Regions from separate parts of the Sus scrofa genome. Here region 2 is linked to region 1. A link is a contact called in public Hi-C data. All regions are on one chromosome and are shown on one strand. Each heading gives the region's core, a stretch centred on a gene start, on an enhancer-like site or on the middle of the called end of the contact. The rest is flanking DNA. Distances are from core to core; before and after follow the strand shown.

Evidence for each region. Hi-C and Micro-C count contacts between places; a contact is called where the count stands out from the background.
Region 2: a Hi-C map of liver shows a contact between it and region 1, with 8 times the contacts expected there. The contact joins two enhancer-like sites. A contact is called at or near these places in 3 of 47 Hi-C or Micro-C datasets (embryonic fibroblasts and liver).

What each region holds. Positions count from the first base shown.
Region 1 is chr4:11,890,890-11,896,106 of Sscrofa11.1, reverse strand. No RefSeq gene overlaps it. Among named protein-coding and RNA genes, the nearest start is that of MYC, 570 kb to the left of the region's middle. Within about 2 kb of position 1,311, at least 28 of the 83 cell types and tissues checked have an H3K27ac peak or open chromatin away from gene starts, as enhancers often do. A contact at or near this core is called in liver, where this site is marked.
Region 2 is chr4:12,196,456-12,201,354 of Sscrofa11.1, reverse strand. LOC106509952 (a long non-coding RNA gene) reads left to right here. Exons shown (of 6, transcript XR_002343095.1): 5 at 4,697-4,807. Among named protein-coding and RNA genes, the nearest start is that of MYC, 260 kb to the left of the region's middle. Within about 2 kb of position 3,439, at least 12 of the 83 cell types and tissues checked have an H3K27ac peak or open chromatin away from gene starts, as enhancers often do. A contact at or near this core is called in liver, where this site is marked.

The DNA of each region.
Region 1 (5,217 bases), core at 62-2,561:
GGCTGGTAGAAAAGGCCCCAAAGACAATGTGTTCCATCTTCTTCTCCTCCTGCCACATCTCTGGGCACTGGGGCACAGAGAGGTTTTAGCCGCACGGCTGTTGAGGTGTGCGGCTGGGCTTCCAAGTTCAGCCAGCTGGGTCCCAGGTCTGTACCACCTCCGTGGGGCCTGAGAGCTCCCATCACAGGTGCTTGAAAGATATTTTTGCATTTATGGGCGCCCCTCCTCTTATCTAGCTGGTTTGGGGCCATGCAGAATGAGTCAGCCAGTCACAAGCCTGCTCCCAAGGCCAGCTTCCAGGTGACAGAGACAAATGCCACACTGGATCAGAACACACAGACCTGCCGGACCAGCAGGCCTTCTGCTCAAGTCCTTGGCCACACTCTGCCATTTTGCTCATGGAAGTGTCAGCACTGTCTGCCTACCACCTTCCTGATGGGAAGCGGCTTGCTGTGGGATCGGTTTGAGGTCTCCTTGAAGCTGCTTCATCTTTTTTTTTTTTTTTTTTAAATAGCTGTTGGTAGAGCCTTGCTGAGAGGCCCAGAGCTGAGTCATCTTCAGGGCAAGCTGCTTTTGTATCTGTTGCCAACTGCCAGAGAGGCACTCTCTGCTTTTCTGATGCAAGAGACAGAAAGCTTCCATCTCTGACACAATGTCACCCCACTGGCTGGCTCTGTCCACACGGTTCAACAAACCAGTTTAGCCTGGAGGGAGAGAGAGACAAAGGGAGAGAGAGAGAGAGGAGAGAGAGAGTGAGAGAGAGAGAGAGAGAGAGAGAGAGAGAGAGAGAGGAGAGGGAGGGAGGGAGAGGAGGAGAGTCTTTAAACTCTGCGATAAAACCCGAGTCCTACAGGTCACACATCTGGCATGACCAGGCAGAGGGATGAGGTCGTATCTGGAATCGTGCTCCTGCTTCCCAACCTTGCCCTATGCTCCTCAGAAGCCAGGAACCGTGCCTCAAGGAAGAGGGTTGACTCCCTGCCCTAAGCCTTTGTTTCTGTAAAATGATGACTAATCTTGCCTAACACACCAGGTTGTTGGGGGATTGACTTTGTAACACAAAAGAGAAAGTGCCCCCACCCCCAACGACGGCCACCCTCAGACTGTGTCCGAGTCTGGTGCGGTCCACTTTCATAGGCCACTAAACCCTTCCTTCCTAGAATGCCTCCCTCTGACTGTGTGATTAATTGTGCCTATTGTTTGGTACCTGTCACCCTTCTTGGAACGGGAGATCAGCGTGTGCTGGGACAATGTCAGCCTTGTTCACCACTCCGTCTTGGCTGTCTAGCCAAGGGACTGGCAGCCAGGGCGGGTCCTAGATTAATATTTGTTGAATGATTAAACTGCAAGTGGTTTGAACACATTCCTCCTGGGTTTCCATCGGTCCCTTGCATTTGGTTCAACCCTCCCCACACCATACTGCTCAGAGGAGACCGAGTCCTCTTTGTAAAGTACAAATCCAACTTTTCATGCCTTTCCTTAAAGACCTGCTCTTCCCTTTATAGACAAGGAATAGTCCAGCTCCCTGTCTTCAAGCCCCGGTCTTTCCTCTTCATCATTCGAGCTCTCGTCATCCGGGGGGCACTGGGGTGGCTGCACCATTTAGAGCATCTCCGTTTTTTCACATGACATCCCCTCTGCCTAAAATATTCTCTCCTGGAGTTCCCATGTGGCTCAGTGATAACAAACCCACTAGTATCGGTGAGGTTGAGGGTTCGATCCCTGACCGCGCTCAGTGAGTTAAGGATCCAGCGTTGCTGTGAGCTGTGGGTGTAGGTCACAGATGTGGCTTGCATCCTGTGTGGATGTGGCTGTGGCTGTGGCTGTGGTGTAGGCTGGCAACTGCCGCTCTGGTTTGAACCCTAGCCTGGGAAATTCCATATGCTGCCAGGGTGCAGCCCTACAAAGCAAACAAACAAACAAAATCAAAACTGGCCTCTCCTGCTCAGAAGTCTTCTTCCCACATGTTCTTCTTGGAAAATTCTGGCATGTTACCTCCTCTGTGAAGTCTCCCTGACATTACCATGCCTCCAAGGAGAATCATGGTTCTCTTTTTGTGTCTCTGCTCTGTTCTACCCTTCATTTCCTAATTGCCCATTTGTCTTCCCCTGAAAGATAGGACGTTCGGGGGAGATGGGGGATGGTAGGTGGTGGGAGGGGCGGGGGCCCGAAGTCATAATGGCACCGAGTGAAAGGACCGAAAAGAAGGCTGTAAGGACAAGCCTGCACCCGCAATAGAGGCGTTTCAGTGGCAGGATGGACGCTGGATGTGCCGCATCTCTCAGGCACCTGCAGCAGCTGCAGCTGAGGATGAGTTCCGCAAGGGACCGCACACCAGGTGAGAGCGTGTGTGCCAGTGTTCCCGCGCCAGGCCTGGCACGCGGCCCGGAGTCAGGCGCCGATCCAGATTAGGCTTCAGTTCCCTCTATAAGCAAACAGCAGGGCAGGGAACAGAGGCGCCTGCTAATTTTGAGCGAATCAATGCCTTCCCTGCTGGAGTCAGCCTAAAGCAGGTCAAGAATCAAGCCAGGCCCCCTTGCTGAATCAGCTGGTCCTCGGTGGTGCCAGAGGTGTGCGGCTGGGGTTTTGCCCGGAACTTCAGAGAACTGGTTATTGGGCCCATGCTATCTAGCTGGATAGGGGACATTTTGAAATAAAAAGTAGAAATTAATGGCATCGGAGCAAGAACCTAGACTTCAGAGTCAGACAGATCTGATTTTCTTCCCGAGGGACCAGGGATAATCACATAACTTTCTGACCTCAGTGTACCCTTCTATAAAATGGAAATAATTATAGTATGTGCCTGATGCCCTACCGAGGATTATACATGATACTATAGAGCAGTGCTTACCCTAGAGCAGTGGTTCTTAACTGGGGGCCGTTCTGTCTCTGGGGACATCTGGCAATGATTAGACACATTTTTGATTGTTACGACTGGGCAGTTTGCTGCGGCCATTTGCTAAACATTCTTCAATGCACAGAACATTCTCCCACAACAAAGAACCGTCTAGTCCAGAAGGTCAACAGTGCAGAGATAGAGAAAATGTGCCTTAGGGTAAGCTTGGCCCTCTAGTGCAGCAAAAATGGTAACTATTAAAATAGAATCATTATCCCTTTCCACATATATTTATTGAATATATATTTAGAAAATCCTGAAGAAGCTGTGGCACATTAAGAATGGCTGTTCTTGGAGTTCCTGTTGTGGCTCAGAGGTAACGAACCCGGCTAGTATCCATGAGGATGCGGGTTCGATTCCTGGCTTTGCTCAGTGGGTTAAGGATCTGGCATTGCTGTGAGCTGTGGTGTAGGTCACAGGTGCGGCTTGGATCTGGCATTGCTGTGGTTGTGGTGTAAGCTGGCAGCTGCAGCTCTGATTCGATCCCTAGCCTGGGAACTTCCATATGTCGAGGGTATGGCCCTAAAAAGACAAAAAAGAAAAAAAAGAAAAAAGAAAAAGAAAGAAAGAAAAAGAATGGTTGTTAATTCTTTGGTGCTCCTCCTCCCATTAGGAGATGGGGGTCTCTGTCACCTCTCCTTGAGTCTAGGCAAGGCTCAGTAATCGCTCTGAACAACAAAGTATGGTGTAAATGATGACATGCCAGTTTATGAAACTAGCAGTGCCTACTTCCTGCCTCTTGGAGCATCTTCTTTGGGAATCCTGACAGACTATGCTGGAGATGACCATGCTGGAGTGTCCAAGGCAGGTGCCCTCTGGACAGTTCTGGTGAAATCCAGCCTTCCAGCCATCCCTGCCAAGGGACACATGAGCAAATTCTCTGGGACTCTAGATGAATACCACTGTCAAGGTGACGTAGTCAACATCACGTGGAGAATGGCCCAGTTGGTTCCTGCTGGGATTTCTCTGCAGAACTGCAAGATATAATAAAACAGTCATTGACTTAAGCTAAGTCTTGCGATAATTTGTTTTGCATCCATATCTGATCTCAAAGAAGGATCAGATATCCTTGGATGATTTACAATATCTTGATAAGAAAAGGCTACGTCAATGAAAAAGAGAAAATTGCCAAATGAAATAGTTGTACGTCTGATCCTCGAAGAAAGCCACTGCAGCGGCCTTGAAGGTCACTGGATTTAAATCACAAAGATCAAAATTCTTACTACCTGAAAGACTTTGGGCCAGTTTCTTAACCTCTTAGAGCAGTAGGGCCTTTGTATATGTAGATAATAATACATTCAGAATAACTGGAGTTATTCTGAATATTCAACAGGAAAAATTATATGAAGTTGCCTGATGCAGCTATTGGGGCCAAACAGACCCCTGTTAATATTTGTTGAATTTTAATACTTTTACAAGTTAGGAGAAAAAAGATTAGTAAAAAGTCGTGTTATCGAAAATAATTCACAAAAGTTATGAATCTTGAAGAAAATTATGAATTATTATAATTTTGAATGGCTTTCTGAAATACAATAGGCAACATTTTGATTTGCTATTGTTTTAGAGTGGAGTTGGAAATAGCTCTCTGGAGAGTGACCTCAGGTGATTATTCTAAAGACCCATTTGAGAATGCTCTGGAAGTGCTTTTTGAGAACTAACTCTGTTAATACTCCTGTTGGACTTTCGCCACAGAGAGAAATTAAGAGGGGGTAGTTGAAGGATCAATAGAAACTAAATTACAAAGATAAACTTTTAGAATGAACATAGGGGTGCATGTATATTTCTGAATTATAGTTTTGTCTGGATATATGCCCGGGAGTGGGATTGCTGGATCAAATGGTGGTTCTATATATAGTTTTCTGAGGAACTGCCATACTATTTTCCATAGTGGTTGTACCAATTTACGTTCCCACCAACAGTGAAGGAGGATTCCCTTTTCTCCACACCGTCTTCAGCATTTGTTATTTGTAGATTTGTTAATGTACAGCAGAAATTGGCACAACACTGTAAATCAACTCTACTTTCATTTAAAAAATGTAAACTGATGGTCTCCTGGGGAAAGTCTCCTATGTGTTAAGTCTCAAAATCTAGTAAGATGGATTAATAACTCAACCCAAGGCTTGAAGGGGAATAGTTTTTTCTTTCTTTCTTTCTTTTTTTTTTAGGGCCGCACCTGTGGCATATGGAAGTTCCCAGGCTAGGGGTATAATTGGAGCTACAGCTGCTGGCCTACACCACAGCCACAGCAACAGAAGTAGGGTCCTAGCCACGTCTATGACCTATACCACAGCTCATGGCAATGCCAGATCCTTAACCCACGA
Region 2 (4,899 bases), core at 2,190-4,689, 300 kb before region 1:
TGGGAAGGTGACCTTTCTGGGCCCCAGTTATGCTCCCCAGGTATTGGGTTCTTGGGCCAAAAGACCCGTCTTCAGTTAAAATTTCACTCAAGGTGAGCTCCTGCTGTGGCACACTGGGTTGAGGATCTGGCCTTGCCACAGCTGTGGCATGGGTTGCAGCTGCAGCTCAGATTCAGTCCCTTGCCCCTGAACTTCCATATGCCATGGGTGGGGCCATTAAATAAGTATATGAATAAATTAAATAAACAAACAAATAAAATTTCACTGGAGGAAAACTGCTCCCATTTCCATGCATCACAGTGGGCTCTACTTTTATTGATCCTGACTATTTGGTTTCTTTAAACAGCTTTGGGGAGGTAGAAATTGTGTGGTAAGTTGCCACACAATTTACCAATCTTAGAACTGTTTCCCCACCTCCTAAAGAAAGTCTGTCCCCTCAGCTCTCACCTCCCAATCCCTCTTTTACCCCCAATCCTAAGCAACCCCTAATCCACTTTCTCTTCCTTTGGATTTGCCTATTCTACTTCATGTGAATGAAAGCATAGGATATGTGGTCTTTCGTGGACTTACCAAACTATTCCTTTAAGATCTGGACATTTCACTGAGGTGTTGATGGCTTCTTTCACTTGGGTTCATGGTCTCCAGGTTCGTCCGCACCGTCTTGTGTACCTGTGCTTTATTCCTCTTTATCCCGTGGACGGATATACCCCATTTTATTTGTTCATTCGTCAGTTGATGGATGTTGGGCTTTCCCACTTTTTGGTGATTATGAATAATGCTGCTCTGAAGGTACCAGGTTTTCTAACTAACTAACTAACTAACTAACGTATGTTGGTTTTCATCCTTCTTGAGTTTACATACCTAGGAGTGGAATGGCTGGGTCGTATGGTGACTCCATGTGGTAGTTACCTTTTGAGGAACTGCCAGACTGTTTTCCAAAGCACCTACGACTGTTTTCTGTCCCCACCAGAACTGCCTGTATTTGCTTATCATTCATGCTTGTCTTTAAAGATAACGTGATTCCATTTATATGAATATTTTTTAAAATTTTATTTAATTTTATTCTTTTCTTTTTTGGCCGCCCCATGGCTTGTGGAGTTCCCAGGCCAGGGATCAGACCCAAGCCACAGTTGTGACCTGTGCCACAGCTCCTGCAGTGCCCAATTCGTAACTCACTGCGCCAGGCCAGGACTGAACCTAAGTCCCAGCGCTGTTGAAATGCCACCCATCCCATTGCACCACAGCGGGAACCCCTATATGAGTTGTTAGAGCACGCAAAATTCATCAGTTGTGCTAGAAATCACCCCAGGGCTGCCTCTGGGAGGCAGGCAGAGGGTGCTTGCTGGTAGAGGGAGATGTTTTGTGTCTGGGTGATTTAGTGTGTTTGGTGTCTGCATTTGTCAGAACTCACCAAACTGTTCCTTTAAGATCTGGACATTTCACTGAGTGTTAATTATACCTAAATTAAAAAAAAAAAAACCATACAAATGAAAACAACATAGGTGGGGCGGGGAAAGAAAGAAATATATAAATAATCTCAGGACATGACTTATCTTATCCACCTTCCCCTGGGCAGAGGGCCTGAGCTGGGCAGGCGAGGCCAAGCGTAAAGGGCTCTTAATTGATGTGATTAACTGTGTCTCAATAGGGAGCCTCGTTAGCATGAGGGTCGATGGAAAGGAGGTTATTTTTCATTCTCCCAACTAGGGGATGGCTGGAAGAGGGGCCTGGGGGCCATTTGGGGCTGTTTCCTGTAGGGGGGCGGGCAGGGGGCAGTGGGAGGTCCTGTCCCTTCTGCTTAGAAGAACCACGTTTTCCTTCGGCATTAAGATACTTTTCCAAAAAAAATCATTTTCTCAGTTGCTGCAAAAACCTGTGCTCTGTTTTCCTCTGTGGAGAGGAGGAGACCTACCTGATTTTTTTTTTGGGGGGGTATGTTTTCTAAGGTTGTATCATCCAGTAGAACAAAGGATTTAGACAGAACACTTTAATTTTTCCTAAATGCATTAATGGCTGATGCACAGTCACCAGGAAACAAACTAAAAGAAGTAAAAGGTTTTATCTCTCTCTCTGAGAATCTGCAAGGAAATGTGGATTGAGCTAATTCACAGAAAATTAGGATTGGAAAGTTGTCACTAATTATCCATGTAAAAAATTATAAACATTTAAAAATTAAAAACCCATGTAAAAATGTGTTTATAAAATCACAAAAGTGTATCATTTTATTTGTATACTAGGAAAAAAATATATGTATTTGGCTAGAAAAAAAAAAAAAAAGCCTAGAAGTATAAACACCACCGGGGGGGATGTGATTACATGGTTTTTTTTTCCTTATTCCTTAATCCTTAATTTTTCCCGATGAGCATTTATTATTCGTGAATTAAATTGTTTGAGGAATTACTTTGGTTTCCTCACTGAATGGGGAAATGAGTTTCCTTAGGCTCGCTTCTTTCTAGAACAGACCCTCCCCTCCCCTCTCCTTCCCGCATTGCTTAGAGGGTATGAATTTTGAGGCAGCGCTGCATAAAGCACTGAACGTGAAGTCTGGGGTTAGCCAGATCCGGACTTCGGTCTTACAGGATGGTAGGCATGTCACAGATCTTTTTTTTTTTTTTTTTTTTCTTTTTTTTTTTTTTTTTTTTTTTTTTGTCTTTTGTTGTTGTTGCTATTCTTGGCGCTCCGCGCATATGGGTTCCAGCTAGGTCTATCGAGCTTAGCACCCTACGCCAGACACAACGCGGATCGAGCCGCTGCGACTACACCACAGCTCACCAACGCCGATCGTAACCACTGAGCAAGGCAGGACCGAACCGCAACCTCATGTTCTATCGATTCGTTAACCACTGCCCACGGAACCACAGATTTTCTGTGTCTTGGTTTCCTCATCAGAAAAATGGAACCGATAACACCCCAGGGCAACAGATGTGAAATATACCTGGGAAAACCCCAGCACCAGCGGCTTGGTATCAGTTCAGTCCTTCCTTAACCCCTTTTAGCCTGACATCTTCCTGGCACCTTGGAAACTAGCTAAGCCAGATGGCATCTGATAACGGGACTCCATCTCTGATCGTTGCAGAAACTTAAATACACCTGCAAATCCTGGGTGAGGAGGGTGTATGTTCCAGCACTTGGCGTGAGTGGCTTGACATTAAACAAAACCTCCCTCCCCATGCCTAAGTGAAGAATGCTCCCTGCTGGAGCTCACACCTCTCACCAGCCAGAGGTAGAGCCGATTGCAACAGACATCTGGCTGACAGTATTATTTATATTCCCTCCTGTAGTACCAGTCCCTGCTAGTGGTGGGTTTCGGTCTTCAAGCCTCCTGGTAGTGATACAATGAAAGCGTTCTCTTCCCGCAAATCACAATAGCGGATGTAGACCCAGGCCTCATGAGTTTTGAGTATCGGTTTTTCCAGGGCTGGGGGAGGGGTCAGCAGAGGGTGAGTCAGAGTTTTGCAGAGTCTGTTTACACTGGTGGAGCACACAGGGCACACGTGGGCAGAAGCAGGGTGCACACATGCAAAACTGAGCTGCTGCCCGGTTGTCTCTGTTTCACCTTCGCTTCTTAGGTCCCCTTTGTAACCCTCCTGCATCCTCCAGAATTGCCTCCCCTAGTCCCTTTTCTCGCCTTCTTTTTATGGCCGTGGTTTTCAAACTTCAGTTTGCAAATGATCACCTGGGAATCTTGCTAAAATGTAGGTTCCTAGGCTCCTCCGCCTGATTTTCTGATAGAGCGGCTTGGGGGACGGGGGCAGAGGAATGTCCGGAAAATGGCATTTTCACCAAACATCTCAGCTAGTCCATCGGACCAGGAAGGCACTGCCCTCTAAGCAGAGTCCCTGGGACTTAACGGTATTTCAGGGAGCCACACATAAGTTAGCAAATGAATAGACACAATTATTTGTCTCAAAATAGGAAAACGAAGCTACAAGAGTTAAATACTGATACGTATTTATATGAAATTTTAGAGCAGCTTCTCAAGTTCTAGTCAATTTTTGCAGTTGCATGGGAATTAATTTTTTTTTTCTTTTAGTGGGGGCAGGGTAGATTTAATCTAGTTGATATGCTGTATGCTGGGCTTACAAAAACCGTGAGAAAGCCTTAACCCATTGGATCCTGTTCTCAGGAGAGCCCCAGGTGATTTCTTCTTCCTAGCATTTTCAAGGTGAAACAACCGTTTGAAAATTTCTTCGAGGGTTCTTCAATGGTTTTTACCATCAGAGAGACGGAGACCTAGAGGGAGAGTGACTCACCCACAGTCACAGAGTTCCCTGAAGCATCTAGACCAGAGCCGGCCCGCATAACCCTTGTGCGCATGCGCGAGTCTGCAGGCGCTTGTGACCAACTCCCAGCGGCCTCTTCGTCTTTCTTTCGCTCTGGCTTCTTTTCCCTTTGGACTGGTCCTTAGGCCAGTCTGAGCCCCGAGGAGAGGAAGAAAGGGAGCGAGGATCCCAGAATGGAAACTGCTAACCACAGGCCTGGCGCGTGGCAAGGCCAGTCTTCAGCTTAATCCCCAGCAGAGGACCAAGGGCTGTATCACGCCCTGAACTGAGGCACGAGGAGCTGGCAGGCTTCTCAGTAGCAACTTGAGCGCCACTAGTGCTGGGGGTTGTACGTGGCGGGGGCATCGGCAGACGTAGAGCCCATACAGCCCGGCCCTGGGGAACTTACGTTTATTCATCCATTCGTTCCGCAGACACCTGCTGAGCGCCCTACTGTGTGCCCCGCCCCCTGAACGAGGCAGCCTCGGAGCTTGGATCCTAGTTGGAGAGACAGGCAATTAGCAGGATGGCAGATCCACATCCAGGTAAGGCGTTTCAGAGTGCACAAAGTCCCAGGAAGAAAGAAGCTGAGAAGGGCAGTGGGGATGCCGGCCCTGCCCAGTGGCAGCGCTGGATG